Regions from separate parts of the Sus scrofa genome. Here region 1 is linked to region 2. A link is a contact called in public Hi-C data. All regions are on one chromosome and are shown on one strand. The core of a region is the stretch at or near the end of the contact, and the rest is flanking DNA. Distances in the headings are between cores, read along the strand shown.

The links. Hi-C and Micro-C count contacts between places; a contact is called where the count stands out from the background.
Region 1: a Hi-C map of liver shows a contact between it and region 2, with 5 times the contacts expected there. The contact joins the promoter of FAM193A here to the enhancer-like site in region 2. A contact is called at or near these places in 1 of 5 promoter capture datasets (liver), 11 of 47 Hi-C or Micro-C datasets (alveolar macrophages, blood, embryonic fibroblasts and 5 more) and 2 of 2 datasets of contacts at active chromatin or transcription factors (alveolar macrophages and skeletal muscle).

The regions. Positions count from the first base shown.
Region 1 is chr8:1,386,241-1,391,323 of Sscrofa11.1, reverse strand. It overlaps FAM193A (protein FAM193A), which reads right to left and starts at 2,882. Exons shown (of 22, transcript XM_021100934.1): 1 at 2,828-2,882. It overlaps LOC102159054 (a long non-coding RNA gene), which reads left to right and starts at 3,543. Exons shown (of 3, transcript XR_304717.3): 1 at 3,543-4,606.
Region 2 is chr8:1,349,119-1,353,939 of Sscrofa11.1, reverse strand. CFAP99 (cilia- and flagella-associated protein 99) reads right to left here. Exons shown (of 16, transcript XM_021100933.1): 15 at 3,659-3,821; 16 at 2,209-3,495. The coding sequence ends at 3,379. It also overlaps a transcript of RNF4 not described here. Among named protein-coding and RNA genes, the nearest start is that of RNF4, 16 kb to the left of the region's middle. Within about 2 kb of position 3,434, at least 51 of the 83 cell types and tissues checked have an H3K27ac peak or open chromatin away from gene starts, as enhancers often do. A contact at or near this core is called in alveolar macrophages, liver, skeletal muscle and 1 more, where this site is marked.

The DNA.
Region 1 (5,083 bases), core at 1,633-4,132, 38 kb before region 2:
AATTGGTGTCACCCTGTTATCATGAAGAGGTTTTTCCTTTTTTCTTTTGATTTTCAGGGCCACACCTGAAGCACATGGAGGGTCCCAGGCTAGGGGTCAAATCGGAGCTACAGCCGCTAGCCTACACCACAGCCACAGCCACACAGGATCCAAACCTTGTCTGCGACCTACACACAGCTCTCAGCAACATCGGGTCCTTAACCCACTGAGCAGGGCCAGGGATCGCACCTACAACCTCACGGTTCCTGGTCAGATTTGTTTCCACCACACCACAATGAGAGCTCCCCATAAAGAGGATTTTTAATGCTCTATTATTAAAACACTGTGAAGAGGAGTTCCCATTGTGGCTCAGTGGTTAACGAACCCAACAAGCATCCGTGAGGACGAGGGTTCCATCCCTGGCCTCGATCACTGGGTTAAGGATCCAGCGTTGCCATAAGCTATGGTGTAGGTCGGAGATGCAGCCTAGTTGCTGTAGCTGGGGTGTAGGCTGGCAGTTACAGCTCCAGTTCAACCCTTAGCCTGGGAACCTCCATATGCCCCTGGTGCAGTCCTAAAAAGACAAGAACAAACAAAAAACAAAAACACTCTGTGAAGAAATTTTGAAACATAAAACGTGGCTTTAAAACTTTAAAATATAGTAAAAGAGAATGTTTTTAAAGGTGCAAGTCACAACTTAACAGTACATAATAAAATAATTCTGTTTACTACAACCATCACTTTATTAATGAACAGAAGAGAAAATATCAAAAAGTATCGAAATGTTGTTTTGTGACACCTGCGACCTGTGTGTGTGCCCTCGCAGGTGTCTGTGTGTGTGCCCTCGCAGGTGGCTGTGTGCGTGCCCTCGCAGGTGTCTGTGCGTGCCCCCGCAGGTGGCTGTGTGTGTGCCCTCGCAGGTGTCTGTGCGTGCCCAGGGTGAGAAGGAACAAGTCTTAATCTATTTTTTATCTTATAGTGGGTCATGGCCAAAAACTCCGCATTTGTTAAGTTTAACAGAAAAAGACAGTCCTGTCAAAAATAATACTAGGCATACGGTCATCTGAGTTTGAAAAGCATGATCAGAATAGCACTAGGAGTTCCTGTCATGGCACAGCGGAAACAAATCCGACTAGGAACCATAAGGTTGCAGGTTCAATCCCTGGCCTCGCTCAGTGGGTTGAGCATCTGGCATTGCCGGGAGCTGTGGTGTAGGTCGCAGACAAGGCTCAGATCTGGTGCTGCTGTGGCTGTGGTGTAGGCCAGCAGCTGTAGCTCTGATGTGACCCCTGGCCTGGGAATCTCCATATGCTGCAGGTGTGGCAAAAGAACAGCAACTAAAAGAGGAGTTCCCTGGGGGTCTGGTCTCTGCACCTTCACCACCTGTGGCCAGGGTCTGATCTCTGGTCTGGGAACTGAGATCCCATATCAAGCTGCTACACGGCCAAGCCAACAAATAAAAACTAACTAAAAGGTTATTTTAGCTAAATATCGCAAAATAAGTGAGAATTATCAAAGCCTGAAATAATGTTATGAAAGGCCAGTGAAAGAATTTTTATTGCACCACCACCCTGCTTTCATTAAATCAACAGAAGTAGGTGTATTTTACATCCAGGTACAGCCAAGATTGTCAACGTTTTTGTAAAAGACCTACTTAGGCAGACGTCCCACCCTCCCCTCTCCTCCCCTCCTGCAGTAAACACTGCCCTTAATTTACACTCCACTGATGCAAATCCACAAGCCTCATTCTGGATCCTCAGAACTCCACCTGTTTCGCTCTCTAGTATACTGAGGAACGGTAACCTCCGGAGACGGTGAGGTCAAGGGCTCTGACCCAGGATCCAAAACAAATCTGACATACAATCTAAGAAAGCTCCAACTGCAGAGAGCACTCAAAACACTAAAGCATACACACACCTTGCTGCAAGTTCATACAAGAGCATAGGCATCAGAGAGCTATGGCACATGCAACGACTTCCCATGCACTCTCCCTGCACACCACTCCAACACGGTATTTATAATCTCGCATAAAACAACTACTGTCTTGGAACTGGGCACACAAATAAACACTCCTGATGAGGCTTTTGTCTGTTGCCTCTTGTTACTGTTGCAAACGTCTTTACCTAACAGTTCCAACTAGACAACTCTGGAAATAAATCCATTCTCTTTTAGGACACAACTCAACGGGTAGAAATGACTGCCAACGGCATACCCACGACCCAGTACTGCGTCTTGGAAAGTGCTGGGACCAGGAGAGGAATAAAAGTGGCAGCAATCCACAACTGACAGAGGCAGTGTGTGCCAGCTGCCTTCAAAAGTAAAACAGAAAAAATTCCTATTCAAATGCCTTAAGTTCAAGCCCTACATAACAGGCCTGAGTGACCAGACCACCAATTACCTCTAAAAAACTTTTAAAAAGCAGAGGATGCAGAGCCGGGGCCACCACCTCCAGAAGACTGTCAGGTGTCTCTCCAATGACCACACTGGAGAAGAAAAAGAAAACTTCCAGGAGACACTTTCGCAAGGGCGTGGAGGAGGTGGGCCCCGCCAGGGAAGCCCCGCTCGTCACCTGACTCCCAGTTCTTCGGGAATCGCACCCGAGCAACCTCAAGGACGAGCTCCGCGCCGGGCGACGCGGCACCACCCCCGGGCCCGTGACAGCGCCGCGCAGGTGGGCAGGCGGCGCCGCGCTCCTGGAGATGCGGCACCTGGCGCGCGGCAGCCCAGCCCCAGGCTCGGCGCGCCTCCCACCGGGGCCCGCCGTGCCCGCGGGAGGCTGTCAGGGCGCGAGCGGACCGCGGCCCCCGCCCCGCGCCCGTTACCGCGCCCTCCGCCCGCCCCCGCTTACCTCGAAGTAGCCTCCGGGGGCGGCGCCGCCCGCGCCCGCGCCGAGGGGCCCGTTGGCCGCCGCCGCGCCGCCCGGGGCCGCCAGGCCCGGGGCCTGGGAGCCGCGCAGCGCCGCCGCCGGGCCGGCCTTGCCGCTGCCCGCGCCGCCGTTGCCCCCGCCCGAGCCGCCGCCGCCGCCGCCCCGCTTGTTCTTCCGGCGCTTGGCCCCGCGCTTAGCGTCGGCCGGGCTCATGGCGGGAGGGCGGCGGGCGGGGAGGGCGCGGAGCGGGCGCGGGGCCGCGGGCGGCGGCGGAGGGCGGGGAAGGCGGGGAGGCTGAGGCGGCGGCGGCGGGGCGCTCCGGCCGGCCGCGGGCGGGGGGCGCTGCGCGGGGTCGCCTCCGGGCGGGGAGGGCCGGGCGGGCGGGAGCTGCGGGGCGGCCGCTGGGCGGGAGCAACGGCGAGTCCACCGGGCCCGGCGCCGCCGCTGACCAGAGTTAGAGTCCAATATGGCGGACACAAGGGGAAAGGGATCCCAGTTTACGTCGGGGGAGGGGGAAGGAGCGGCGGGGAGGGGGAGGGGTGTGGGCGCCCTCCCCCCCCGCCTTACTCCGCCCTCCGAGCGCCGCTCCCCCTCTGCCGCGCCCTCCCCTCCCGCCGTTAACGTGCGCCGGAGCGCAAAGCACGCTGGGACCTGGAGTCCACGCGCCAGCGCCGCCGCTAGGGGTGCCCGGCGGAGGGACGACGATTCCCGTCAGGCCGCGCGCGGTCGAGCGCCCAGACGCTGCGAGGGGCTGCGGCGGGGGAGCTGGAGGCGGCGGTGGCGTCACCGCGCGGTCGAGCTGCAAGCTCCGCCCACTCCGCAGGTCCTTCTGGGACTTGTAGTTGGGCGGAGGGGCCTGGCCAGCACAGGGCTGCGTCGCCCTCAGTAGGCGAACTACAAGGCTGGTGGCGAGGAGTTCCGCCTCTTTGACAGGCTCCCAGACGCCCCCGCGCCCCGCGCCTCTGCCGCGGGGTCTGCAGGCCTGGCCGGCCTGGCTTTCGGGACGCGCCGGGCGGGTAGCCCCGGATCTGACCCTCCAAGAAAGGCCCGGTGACCTTGGCCCGGCTGTGGGTTCGAGTCCGCATTCCCAACTGACTGGCTATGTGACCTTGGGTCGGGCCCGTCGCCCGAGCCCAGGTGACTCAATGGGACGAGAATAACCCGCCTCCGTGGGTTGGGCGAGTTCCGGAGGGCGTCTGGAAAGCGCTGGACCCGGCGGCGGTCGGTCGGGGTCCGCTCTGGGCCAGGGAACGCCGCGAGCCGGCAGACCTGGCAGTTAGCTTAGAACCCCCGGCCTGGAGGCGCCCTTCCGAGCTCGCCCTCTCCCTGCGGCCCCGTGCAGTCGTCGCCTGGACTCTTGGGGCCCTGCTGCCCTGCAAAGCACCGGAGCAGTCCAGCCATTTCTCACGATCTTGAACTCATCCACCGCACAGGCCACGAACCCCGGCAGACCCTCCCGGGCCTTCCAGTGGGGCCTTTCCGCCTGGACCCTCCTTCCTGGGCCCCTTGCCCATCTTCAACAAGCCCCAGGTACAGTTCTGCCCTAGACGGACCACAGGGGTTCTTTGCCTGGATCCTGCGCTCTAGAGGCCCCCACCCATCACAAACACCGAAGCACGAGAGACTTGTCTTGCCCCCTTTGGTTCCATCACTGGTTCTGGAGCGATGATACAGAGGAGCAGAGGCCCTCCATTTGCACTCTTGCCTGGGCCCCTCCCCAAGGGTTTGGACTGACCCTGCTGTTGAAGGAAGGCTGAGAGGGTGAGCGGAGATGCTTGCCTTAGCACTCTAGTGGGGGCAATGGTTTGGGTTGCCCCCTCCCCACACGGGCTGGGTCAGACATTGCCCGCTCCCACAGCCCCTGTGCTGTTCGCTTATCAGAACACATTGCGCTGAATTGAGATTCTTAGTGTTCAGCAGCCCCCCAGAAAAGTCAAGTCTTAGGGGGCAGGGACTCGGGGAGGCATAGGAGTGTCTACCTCCTGCACCTCTGCATCGCAGCTCCTGCCAGGCAAGAGCTGGGCACACAGCAGTCCAATATTTGCTGGATGAATGAATGACGTAATAATGATCATTTGTCAAGCATTTACGCCCCAGCCCCTCTGCCTGCTGCTGTATCATCTCACCCACACAGCCATTCTCAGGATGTGCACCATCAGCCTTATGTTATGGATGCGAAACTCAAGTCCATAGATGGTGAGGGATTTGCTCAGTTACCCAGATAGTCAGAGGCAGGGC
Region 2 (4,821 bases), core at 2,185-4,684:
GCCGGGCGCTGGGGCCCGAGCAGGGTCGGCCGCGCCAAGGCGGCTCCCTGGGCCGCGGCGCCGAGGCCTCTGCAGGCCGCGCAGCCGCCCGAACCCCGAACCCCGAACCCGCCCGGTCCGGACTTGCCGCTCCCTCCCGCGGAGCCTGGCCCTACCTGGCGCTGCTGAGGCTCGGCAGGCGCTGCCGCTGACGCACCCGAGCGAGGAAGCACCCCCGGAAGCCGCTGAGGAGAAGCCCTCAAGCGAGACGCCGCCGCCCCAGCAGCGACCCCCTTCCGCTCTGGAGGCTCCGGCTCCGCCCTCCGCACGTTCCTATTGGCCGCCGCCATCCCTACTCCCGCGGCCTGTCGGTCGGGGAGGTATATTTTCAATCCTATTGGATGAGAAAGCCGTCCATTACCACTTTGAAACGCGCCTCCTTCCGGCCCCGCCCACGCTCGCGAGCTCAAGCTCCCGCCCTCCGGAGAGAGACGCCGTCTGCGCCCCTCGGCTCGGAAGGCCCCTCGGGAGTCGTGTTCCGGACTCCGGCCGCCCTGCTCGCTTCGCCCGGCGGAGCCCCAGACCCCTCTCCCGGCCTCGGTTTCTTCACCCATTCGTGAGGTGGAGAACATTCCTGGGGCCTCTACTCCCGGCCGGAAACTAGGCCTGGATCTGCAGGTCCTCCCGGCTTCCGTGCCCCCGGCTGTGCCAGGCCCTGCGCGGGCACCTGGCCCCGGTGACCCCGGACTGGTGGTGGCGCGCGGAGGGCAGAGCAGCCCCGCCCAACCGTGGTCACTGGAGGAGGAGGCACTCCACCAGGGCTTCTGAGGGCTCCCGGGAGGAAGCGACCTCGCAGCTGGGAGCTGAAAGGACCAGAAGGGAGCAGAGTGTTCCCAGAAGCGGGAGCCTGGGTAGGGAAAGCTGGACTAGCCTGTCATCAGTAACCGTGAAGGCTGCCCAGTGTGCCAGGAGTAGAGGTGGGGAGCGATGGGGGTCTGCGGAGGCAAGAGCCAGACCTTGGGGGCCCAGAAGAAGGTGTCAGGGGAGAAACAGAATATTGCCTGCCCTGTCAGTAAACAAAGGATGGCGCAGTCATCAGTGATTGCAGCCACCGCCGGTGGTGCGCCCTGAAGGGGCTCAGGAAGGAAACGAAGGCTGCCCGCCACCTAGCAGCCCTCAGACTACAGCCGCTCTGGGACAGTGAGACCTCAGGCTGTGAAAGCGCGGGATACTGGCCCCAGGTTGCTGCGGTGCATCACAAAGGAGTGATTTCCCTGGACCCTGACTCGTGCATCTTCCCATACAAAGAAAAGCGCTAAATTCCTTAACTTGAGATGTCTGGTTTTCTTTTGACTGCTTCCCTTTTGTCGCAAAACTCATATAGGGGTTCCCATGGTGGCTCAGCAGAAACAAATCTGATTAGCATCCATGAGGATGCAGGTTCAATACCTGGCCTCACTCAGTGGGTTAAGGATCCTCTGCTCCCTGTGCTAATCTGGTAGGTGAAGGGTAATTCTCTCTTCCCCTACAGCGCTTGCTTTGGGCACCCATGCAGACCTTGCACATTATAGAAACAGGTTCAGCAGAGCATGTTCAGTCTAGGCCAGTGTGACTAGAACACAAGGCTTGCAGGACAGAGAGGTTTCCTTCCAAAGAGAACTGCCAGGGAGAGAGGGCCCTTCTTCCTCCAGACGTTGTGAGGATGGAATTGCTCCAGCTTGGAGACAGAGCTCCTGGATCAGGCATGTCCTGAAGTCTACCCAATCTTTGGATTGCCAGTTATGGAAGCTAATAATTCCCCTTTTGAAACCCTCAGAGTTCCTGATGGGGAAATGGCTCGGATTGCCAGTGTCAGAAAATGAGACACACGAACACAGGGAGATTTCAACAAGACTCTTTACTTCTGCAAAAGGGTGCTGGTACTCAAAAAACTCACTCAAAGAAGGAAAGACCCTCCCATTTATCCCTAATGCAGGTGATGTACCTGTCCCCTTCCCATTGGTCAGGTCAGGGTGCACATTCCTCTTGGTTGGCTAATTTGAAACAAATTGTTACTGGGATGGGGGGGGTGGGGGTGGCAGGAGGGCGTTTCAGCCCAAAACTGGAGCAAAATGGAGTCACCAAGATTTCCTTTGATAGAAAAGACATGTTACTTTCCACACGGAGGGAATCTCTCAGGATAAGTCATCCAACCCTGTATCAAGTAAGTTTGAATCATACAACACAGGATGTAAGAAATGTCACGTTTATTCCTTTAAATGAAATTTAATCTGCTCCCAGCTCTAATTTGACAGGTGGGGAATTCCTCTTTTTACCAACATGGGTTGTGGGAAAGTCCTGGGGTTCTGACACAGTTGAGAATGCTGGGGGAGCACTCTGGTCTTTAGCCTGTTCCTGCCACTTAGAGATGTCCACCCTCCTGGCTGAAAGTACCCTGGGGCCCAGCCCGCCTTCCAGGTGCCAATCTCAGCAGACCCAAGGAGGATGTGAAGTGTGGGGATCTCTCCCCTAGAAACCTATCCACCCGGCACTTCCCAGCCCCCTCCCTTACTGCCTTGAGCCCCATGGGCTTGTCAGTCTCTCCTGGGAGCAGTGGCATATTGGCACTATTCACCAGGAGGCTTTCACTCACTCAGCCTGTCCTCAAAGACAAGCACTTCCAGTCCAGGGCTGGGTCTAAGGACTCAGGAGAGTGAATCCATTCCTGTCAGAGCCCTGGGCGGGCTCCCACCAGTGGCTCCAACCTTGTTCCTTTGGTGTCGCTGGCGGAGGCTGGGTGGTGCTCTAAAGTCATCCTGGCTTAGTACTGCTGGGTCCTGGCTCTCCTGGCAGGTGACATCATCTCTTTGAGCACCAGTGGCCTCATCAGCAGATGAGTGGTGGGGACAGTTCCTGCATCCCCAGCCAGCTCCCCCCATCGCGGTGAGGTTTACATGAGGGAAGGGGTGAGAAGGCCCAATTTCCAGTGGCTCAAGAATTCCGGTCACTTCTCCCACTAACTGCACACGCACAATCATATTTAGGCGTGGGGGTTCCCAGACTAAGCCACCGACTCAGGGCAGAGAATGGGCATTCCAGATTTCCACGGGCAGAACAGGCTCTGGGAACTCCAAGGACAGGGCGCCAGGAATCCCTAGCGCTAGGTCTGGGCTAGAGAGGCTATGTTTAGCAGGTAAAATACAAGCCTCCCGAATAAATCTGAATTCCAGATAAAGACTATACTTTTCATCATTAGCTTGTCCCACGCAACAACTGGGCGACTTGCATTTCATTGGGCAACCCAGCTCTGGGCAGAGTGGGGCGCGCGGCCAAGGAAGGAGAGGCGCACACCGCCGCGCACGCTTTATTCGGAGGTATGTGGGGGGGGGGTCTCAGGGTCCGGGGCCGTGCCTGCCCGGCTCAGGCGGCCCCCAGGGGGCGCGCGGGCCCGCAGGCCATGCCTTCTTGCACCAGCGCTCGCAGCCGGCGCTCCCTGCTCTGCTCCAACTCCAGCCTCCGCTGCGCCTCTCGCTGAGCCTGCGGGCGGGCAGTGAGGTCGGCGCGGGGCGGGGCCGTCCCTCCCCGCGGCGGCCCCGCCCCCACGCCCGTGGGCTCCTCCCCCCACCGCGGCTCCCGGCCCCCCGCACCGCCGTGCACCCTCGCGGCCTCCCCAACAGCACTGTCCCGACCCGCGGCTCACCCGCGGCTTGGGGCGCAGGGCCTGCGGCGCCGACACGTGCGGCTGGGCCCCCTGCCCGCGGCGCTGGGCCGCCTTCTCCCGGATCCTGCGCTGCAGCTCCAGCACCCGCTCGTCCTGGGAGGGCGCTCCCGCAGTCGCCGACTGCGCCTTCTTCTCCTCCCACCTGGGCGGGCGGTGGGGCGGGCTTAGCAGGGCCCCCACCGCGGTTGACCCGAGGGGTTCAAGTGCGGGGGAGGGGGAAGGCCCTCCGAAGACAGCTGGGGCGGGGCTCCCCAGCACCTCGCCCCTTTTGCTCCTTGTACTTAACGTTTTTAAAAAGTATTTCATGGGGAATTCCCTTCGTGGCTCAGTGGTTAACAAACCCAACTAGGATTCCTGGCCTCGCTCAGTGGGTTCAGGATCCAGCTGTTGCTGTGGTGTAGGTCGCAGACGCGGCTCGGATCCTGCGCTGCTGTGGCTGTGATGTAGGCCTGCAGCTGTAGCTCGGAATCGACCCCTAGCCTGGGAACTTCCATGTGCCGCGGGAGTGGCCCTGAAAAGACAAAAAGACAAAATAATAATAGTTAAAAAGTATTCCATGTATATTAACTGTGTGTGTCTGTCTGTGTTGGGATTAACAAGCAAAAGCCCCTTCCTCTCCCACGCTCCCCTTGCCACCCACGCCTCGAGGTCACCTGCTGCTGCTATTTGGCTATCTTGGGGGATGGCTTACATACTAGGCCACGTGGGGCCGGAAGAGTCACCTCGGTTTTTCTAAAACAAAAAGACTGTTTGTGTCCCCGTGCTTTTCCAAACAAGAGAGGAGAGCTGCTTGACAACCAAATGCTACCTGTGAACCCCAACTGACTCCTGGCTTTAAAAAGTTAGAGCAGACAGTCTCTGAAAGTTATAGTTAACAGGCCTGGGATTCCTGAAGAAATGTGAACACAAACAGGATATCGGGAGTCTGATGTTTCCAAGTTGTGTCCACGTGCTGTGGTTTGTAGGGCAGTGGTTTTTTTTTTCTCAGAAGGTGATTAGGGGAGTTTGCAGCGCGGCTCAGTAGTAATGAACCGAACCCAACTAGTAGCTATGAGGATGCGGATTCGATCCCTGGCCTCACTCAGTAGGTTAAGGATCCAGCGTTGCTGTGAGCTGTGATGTAAGTCACAAACTCAGCTCGG